2 separate regions of the Sus scrofa genome follow, and region 2 is linked to region 1. A link is a contact called in public HiChIP or PLAC-seq data. All regions are on one chromosome and are shown on one strand. The core of a region is the stretch at or near the end of the contact, and the rest is flanking DNA. Distances in the headings are between cores, read along the strand shown. Region 1 holds the start of HILPDA (hypoxia inducible lipid droplet associated). Region 2 holds the start of IMPDH1 (inosine-5'-monophosphate dehydrogenase 1).

Region 1 (3,556 bases), core at 342-2,841:
GGCCTAGTTAACAGTTCTCTGATAACACTGATGCTGAGGCTGCCTGCACAGGAACTGGGACAGCTGGCTGGATGTAGTCAGGCCGGTATTCCAAGGTTATAGCCGGTGCAGGGAGGTCCTATCACACTCCTCTGGATGGATGTTCTGGAAGGCTCTTGGGGCCTCTGTGTTGGCTAGTTGACCTCTGGTGGTCCAGAAGCTCCCAGGTGATGGGCTCTCCAGTAAGCCCCCCAGGGTCTCCATCAGTCTAACGAAAACTGAGAGCAGGGTCAGGACCACACCTAAGAGATAGAGTTGCAACACCTGCTTCATGGCTGAAAGGATCCCACTCGTTTGTAGAGCAGCAGAGTTGCCTTCTGCTTCTAGAAGGCCTCTGGGTCCTGAGGAAAAAGAGCGAAGTTAATCTTCATCCTTTGGAGACAAGCATGCCTCCAGCTCTACCCTTCCATCTTCCTATGAAGCTAAGAAGAGCTCAGCCAGCCAGGGAGACAGGGACCATAGCAGAATCTCCAAGTATATTTACACTGTAAACTCCATGGCTGAAAAACTAGTTCTAGCTTTCCGGACTAATTCAAGAGCACCGGGATACTTTTCCTTCTGCCAGGTATGCACCATCCCTGTGCCACAGTCCAGGGACCCAAAACTTTCCTGAAATAAAAAAACCAAGTTCTGTCTCTGTGTTGGGGGGATGTGGGGGACGGGACGGGATATAAGAACATGCCCTTGAGAAAGCAAATTAGTCTCCCTCACATCTCAGGCAGGTTCCGGCTAATCATAAACTTTATGGGAGTTCCCGACGTGGCTCAGTGCTTAACAAATCCGACTAGGAACCATGAGGTCGAGGGTTCGATCCCTGGCCTCGCTCAGTGGGTTAAGAATCCGGCGTTGCGGTGAGCTGTGATGTACGTTGCAGATGCGGCTGGGATCTGGCGTTGCTGTGGCTGTGGTGCAGGCCAGCAGCAACAGCTCCAATTTGACCCACAGGAGCGGCCTTAGAAAAGGCACAAAACAAAACAAAACCAAAAAAACCCATAAACTTCCTGAAAGTCAACATAATTCGAAGGGAGTCAAATCTATCGAGTTCACTTAAATAACAAGTACACACTGAAATCCCCTCAGTGTGTCAGGCACCCTGAAAGGTACCGGAACCACCTGAGGTCCTGTAGCAGAACCCGCCCCGCGCGTGCCTTACAGTCTAAGGCCACAGACAAGAAAATAGGCACTTACTACAAACAAGACGCCAAGAGCCATGCCAGGAAGACGCTAGGCGTGCTCTGCGAGGGCAAGGCAGGGCCTGGAGCCTAACTCCAAGCTGGCGAGCATGGGGTGGGCACGTGGATTCTAGTTAGGGCCACCCCTGGAGAAAGCAGGACTGGGCGGCTGAGTGGGGACCCGGGTGGGGCGGGGCGCGCCAGGGGCAGGGGGGTGGGGAGTCGTGGAAACCCGTAGGGCCGCTCACCTCCAGGAAGGGATGAGGGTCCGCCAAGAGCACCGCGAGACAGTACGCGTCTCCGGAAACAAAACGGCAGCCCGCGGCTAAGCGTGGAGCTAGGCCCACGCCGACCACTTATAGCCGCGGCCGCGCCGAGCCCGCGCACGCGCACTGGAGCCCTGACGCAAGCCCGCGGCCCCGCCCCTAGGCGGGGGCGGTCTGGGATCTCGCGCGGTGGGCTGCGCTCGCGGCCATCGCTGGTTCAGAAACAGACGCCGCCGGCTTCTGAGTCATTAGGGTCAGCAATGGGCCTAGGCGTTGTCTGTTAACTTCCTCTGCCTTTTCTTGCTGTGGGAAGCTTCTAAAGGAATCGGAAGGCGCATTTCCTGCCCCAAATTAAGTCGGTGGAAAACACACTGGAGATGCCCCAATCCAAGGGTGGTGGGGGATGGGTTCTTCGCCAGCAATTTCAACAAAGCACACATTGTAAGAGGGCCTCAGACCCCCCACTCCATCCCCTACTCCCAGTTTTCTTCATTCCCGGGACTGAAAAGCTGACTTTGTTCCACTTCCTTGAGGTACCAGGATTCCAGATGCCACTTCTCACCCTGCATTCCAAAGCCTGAGGTTAATTTGCCATTGCTGTCTGAAATGGTGAGGGCTTCTTACATCATAACTCCTGCTTTCTAAGAGAATGTATCACACTAGGAAAATGTGAAATACTCATTTGGCCCTGGTACCTGGGCCTCAGTGCCTGCCGACGAGTCCCTTTGGGTCTCGGTGTCCTCATATAAAACGTGGCGATGATTTTTAAGGGTGCTTAGAAATTGAACCAAAGAGCTAGAGGGTCACAGACCAGCCTCACCCATCCCCACCCCCGCAAACCAAAGAAATGTTCAGTCGTGAGAGCGCCCAGGGACGAATCTCGGAAATAGAGTGCTGGGATCTGGGAGGCCCCTGGGGAACGAGGGCGGGGGGGGGGGTGCGTAGTGGAAGGAAGGCGGTCGGTGGTTTCACTGCCTTCCTCCTGGGGAGGAGCGGAGAGAACGAAAGCTCGAGGGGGCTGGTGACTCTAGCAGGGTCCCCTGAGCTCTAGGACTGTCGGTTCTGCATGCCTGGACTGAACGAACAAGAATCCGGGAGCTCCCTTCGCTCGGCCGGCTTTGTGGACAAGGGATTGGGAGACAAGGGAGGAGCGAATCCCAGCTGCGACCTTTCACCTACTTTGCGGGTACTCCGCTGTCAGAGGAGGAGCTGCCGGGAAGGCGGGGAAGGGAGAAAGTTGGAGACGGAGACGTGCTGGCAGGCAGGCAATTTGAAATGAGCGCTTCTACTCAGCCTGCAGGAATTTTTGGTCTTTTATTACACTAGAGTTTCATCTGTTTTTGTGCTGGACTCAGGGACTCGTCTCTCGCACGGTTCCTGGGACAGGCTCCAGCTCTGATGTCACACTGCCAGGCGTCCTCCAACCTCTTGCTAGTGGGGGGCCTTGGGCGAATCCTTTAAGCTTTAGGTACTTCAGTTTCTTCAGCTGTTATATGGGATAATGACAGTCGTCACCTGGAAATTAAAGGAGTTAATCCACATAAAGCACTGAGAATAGTGCCTGGCTCCGAAAACATTTGGTTAAGTGTTAACATTATCTGTATCATCCACTGCAAAATTCCCAATGATGGGCTTTGGTCATAGTAGCCTATGTTCAGTGAGTGGACACAGGAATTCCACAATAATCCTTTGGGCTCTGCTTATTGTAAAGCTCTAAAATTTTATTTTCACATAATTCGAAGGAAGAACTATGAGAATTCCAACAATTACTTGTCCCACACATTCACTGCCATTATCTAGACATCACTCCATAAGGAGGCAACAGCGTTTGGGTGAATAAAGCTCAGTGCTTTCCCATCTGTCAACTACAAATATTATTGACTGTCCTCCCTGGGTAGGTACTGGGCCTACTTATATCAAGATCCTTGTCCTGGAGTTCCCGTCGTGGCGTAGCAGAAATGAATCTGACTAGGATCTGTGAGGACGCAGGTTTGATCCCTGGCCTTGCTCAATGGGTTAAGGATCCAGTGTAGGCTGTGAGCTGTAGTGTAGGTTGAAGACTTGACTCTGGCGTTGCTG
Region 2 (3,556 bases), core at 672-3,171, 33 kb after region 1:
TATGGAGGTTCCCAGGCTAGGGGTCAAATCGGACTTACAGCTGCCAGCCTACACCACAGCTGCAGCAACACAAGGATTGAACCCACGTGCTCATGGATGCTAGTCGGGTTCATTAACCTCTTGAGCCATGAAGGGAACTCCCTATATACAACCTCTCCTATTTATAGTCATGGACCTGTGTGTTGGCTCTTTCTATATATAGAATGATTGGTTCACACATAGGGACCAGAAGAATGACTTCATCATTGTGTACAATTTAGATCAGTCCATCCTTGCCTCTTCAGAGACCTACATGAAGATGGTAGTTATCCTCTTATACAAAATGTCTTAGTTTGTTCAGGCTGCTATAATAACTATACATAGACTGGGTGGCTTAAATAGCAGGCATTTACTTCTCACAATCTGGAGGCTTAGAAGTCCCAGATCAAGGCACTGGCAGATTTGATGACTAGTAAGAGCTCACTTCCTGGTCCTTAGATGCTGTATCCTTTCATGGACTTTCCACCTCCAAATACCATCACATTGGGGATTAGGTTTCAATATATGACTTTTGAGGAAACACAAACATTCAGTCTATAGCAAAAGTAATTGTCTATAATGGCATTCATGGTGACAAGATTTCACGTGTGGCTGAGCATCAGAGAAACTGTTTTTTTTTTTTTTTTTTCTTTTTAAGGGCTGCACCTGCAGCATATGGAGGTTCCCAGGCTAGGGGTTCAATTGGAGATACAGCTGCTGGCCTTTGCCACAGCCACAGCAACTCCAGATCTGAGTCGAGTCTTCGACCTGCACCACAGCTCACAGCAACGCTGGATCCTTGACCCACTGAGCAAGGCCAGGGATCGAACCTGCAACCTCATGGTTCCTAGTTGGATTTGTTAACCACTGAGCCACGACGGGAACTCCGAAACAGTTTATCTTGAATCTGAGTGGGTGTGTAAATGTATAGGAACAGGTACCAGGCAGGATAAAATCCAAGACCTTACCATTGAGTAAATTCAATTTCCTTTGTGAAATAGTTGCTGAAAAGTCTGACCCTTAACTCTGCCTCCTTAAAATGCACCTTAGCCCACAGTCATTCAGTGTTTACCATGTGCTCCCTCAGATTGTCAGATTTTTGTTAAACAAATAAAAATTGTCAACTGTTTGTTTTCTACCTATTCCATTTCCTTAAAGAAATTGCCTGAGGGCAAGGACTCTCTGCCAGCTTTGCTAGGTGTTCAATCATTGTTTCCAACGATAATAACAATTATGAAAGAGGAAAAGGTATGCTTTCTAGTTAGTAGAGGAACAAATTTGAGCCCTGGGTGCTCAGCCCCACCCCCTGGCTATGGGGTACCCCATGCGAAGAAAGACAAGGCTCTTTTCTTTAAGGGCTTGCAGTCTTGTGTGTTCTTCCTCAGGTAGTGGAAGGTAATGGCTGAAGAAGATCTGTTTTCCTCCCGCCTAAGGGAGTCTCTTGAACAGGCAAAGGGGGCAGAAGGCAAAGGGAAAAATTCTTGCCCTGGCGAGGTAGGTCTGCGGCTGACCAGTAGGAGGCACTTCAAAGGACCATGCCTTCGTTCTTAAGTGGCAGAGAAACCCACACGAGACGCAAAGAAAACCCCGGCCTCTGATGACACTCTGTGCTCTTTTCTCTTCTGGTTTTCCTTAGAAGGGGCCGGGAGAGACTTCATGGGATCCTCTGCAGTTCCGCTTCCATCTCCCGGTATCCAGTCTCAAGCAGGCATGGGAGAGACCGGCTGAATTCGACAGGAGCGTAGAGGGGCGGGTGAGAGCCCTAAGCCAGCGCGGAAAGCGCATTGGACTCCCGCCCTCGAGCTGCCCCGCCTACGGCACTGGAGCCCCGCCCCTGGCGCGCAGGCCCCGCCCCGTCGACTCCGCCCCTCCCCTGGACCCGACTAGGTTGCGCTTACTCCTTAGCCCCGGCCGGGGAGCCTCTGAGCGGAGAGGCTCCCGCCCGCCCAGAGCCGCGGTCTCCGCATGGAGGAGCCGCGCGCTCCGCCAGCGGGGTCCGGGCAGCTCCCGCCGCCGCTGCAGGGAGGCGGAGCCGCCGATGTTCCGGAGTGCGGAGCCCGGCAGCACCCGGGACACGAGACGGCGGCTCAGCGGTACAGCGCCCGCCTGCTGCAGGCCGGCTACGAGCCCGAGAGGTGACGCCCAGGGCTGAGCGCGCGGGGCGCATCCGGGGCGGGCGCGGCGGCTCCGGGAACCCGGCAGCGTTGAGGGGGAGGGGAAGGGCCGGTCCCACCACCCATGCCGTCTTTACTACTTCAACCTCTAACTTCCTGAAACCGGGCTCAGACGCCGCGCACCTGGCTTTGGTTGGGGGATGCAGGCGGGCACTGCAAAGGGTTCGGGGCTGCGCTGCACGAGGGAGCGGATCAGGAAAAAAAACGATCCCTAGTCTTAGCCCTGGATCTGCCCTCGACCGCACACCAGTTGCACCAGGTCCAAGTGGCTCCCACTCCTGGGGTTCAAATTGTGCCTGTTGGAGTCCTTGTCCAACTTTGCTTACTCCTCCTTAGCTGTTTCCTCCTAGAACTACCTGGAGAGTCTTCCTGGCAGGTCTAGTTGTCCAGATGGATGGCCTCCTCAGGGCAGGGTGAGGACAGCATCCCCTCCTCACCACTCACTGAGGTCTGATGAGGCTGCCAGGGCAACTCATCCCAGGGTCTCGCCTGAGATTCAGAACTCCCTTCTGCCCTTACCCTGCTGGGGTCTATAAGGGTCACTGGAGGAGCGTGGGGGTGTTGAGCTGGGCCCTGGGGGACTGGCTGAAAAGGAGCCAGTGGCTAATCTCTGGATTGTATCGCAGCTTGAAATGCAATCCCACTGTCCTTCCGGTCCAGAGGATTTGGACTTCTTTCTCTCTCCCATCTGTTGGTGCTCAGCAGCTTGGGGAAGTGACCTGGAAGCTGGGTTAGGGTAGGGGGTGGGAGCTGGGGGAATTAGCCCTGCAGCTCTGCCCAGGGGTTGGCTGCTTATGTAAGAACTTTTAAGGGCTTAAGGGGCTTCTGGGTGAAGCCTGGCCCCTCCTGCCCCTGCAGGGTGGCTCTCAGGAATTGATTCAGGTTCAGATGACTCTATCCTTCTTCCCATCTTGGGAATCCAGCTACCGGGGCTCAGGGTCCAGGGCAATAGAGAAAAGCCACAGGAGGTGAGGGAGTGTGCTGGGGCATATGGAGGCCTGAGGAAGGCAGTGTCTTAGTTGGAGCAGGTACTGAAAAAGTTATTTCAGCGCTCCGACCAGGGCCATGCAGGAGCATCCCAGATTGTACTTTTGCACTGAGGGGCTATCCCTATAACCCACCGGGCTCCGAAGGGCCTGTGTATAAACCTGAGACCCAGCCAGGTGGTGTAATGAGATTCAACACCTGCTGGCCAGACCTCCATCTGCTGCCACTAGCTTAGAGCAGTGGGGAGAAGACAGGGTTCCATGAGAGGTCTGGATTTGAGGCCCGAGTTGCTGCTCTCTGGCTTCCACTTGAGCAAGCTGTGTCGTCTGTCCCAGCTCAGCAATGTCCATGGTATTACCACCCCCACCCCCAAACTT

What was found. HiChIP or PLAC-seq counts read pairs in DNA pulled down with a chosen protein or histone mark.
Region 2: an H3K27ac HiChIP or PLAC-seq map of skeletal muscle shows a contact between it and region 1. The contact joins the promoter of IMPDH1 here to the promoter of HILPDA in region 1. A contact is called at or near these places in 23 of 47 Hi-C or Micro-C datasets (alveolar macrophages, blood, brain and 12 more) and 2 of 2 datasets of contacts at active chromatin or transcription factors (alveolar macrophages and skeletal muscle).

The regions. Positions count from the first base shown.
Region 1 is chr18:19,945,489-19,949,044 of Sscrofa11.1, forward strand. It overlaps HILPDA (hypoxia inducible lipid droplet associated), which reads right to left and starts at 1,592. Exons shown (of 2, transcript NM_001348757.1): 1 at 1,460-1,592; 2 at 1-380. The coding sequence starts at 312. The coding sequence ends at 97.
Region 2 is chr18:19,978,062-19,981,617 of Sscrofa11.1, forward strand. IMPDH1 (inosine-5'-monophosphate dehydrogenase 1) reads left to right here and starts at 1,922. Exons shown (of 15, transcript XM_021078709.1): 1 at 1,922-2,153. The coding sequence starts at 1,984.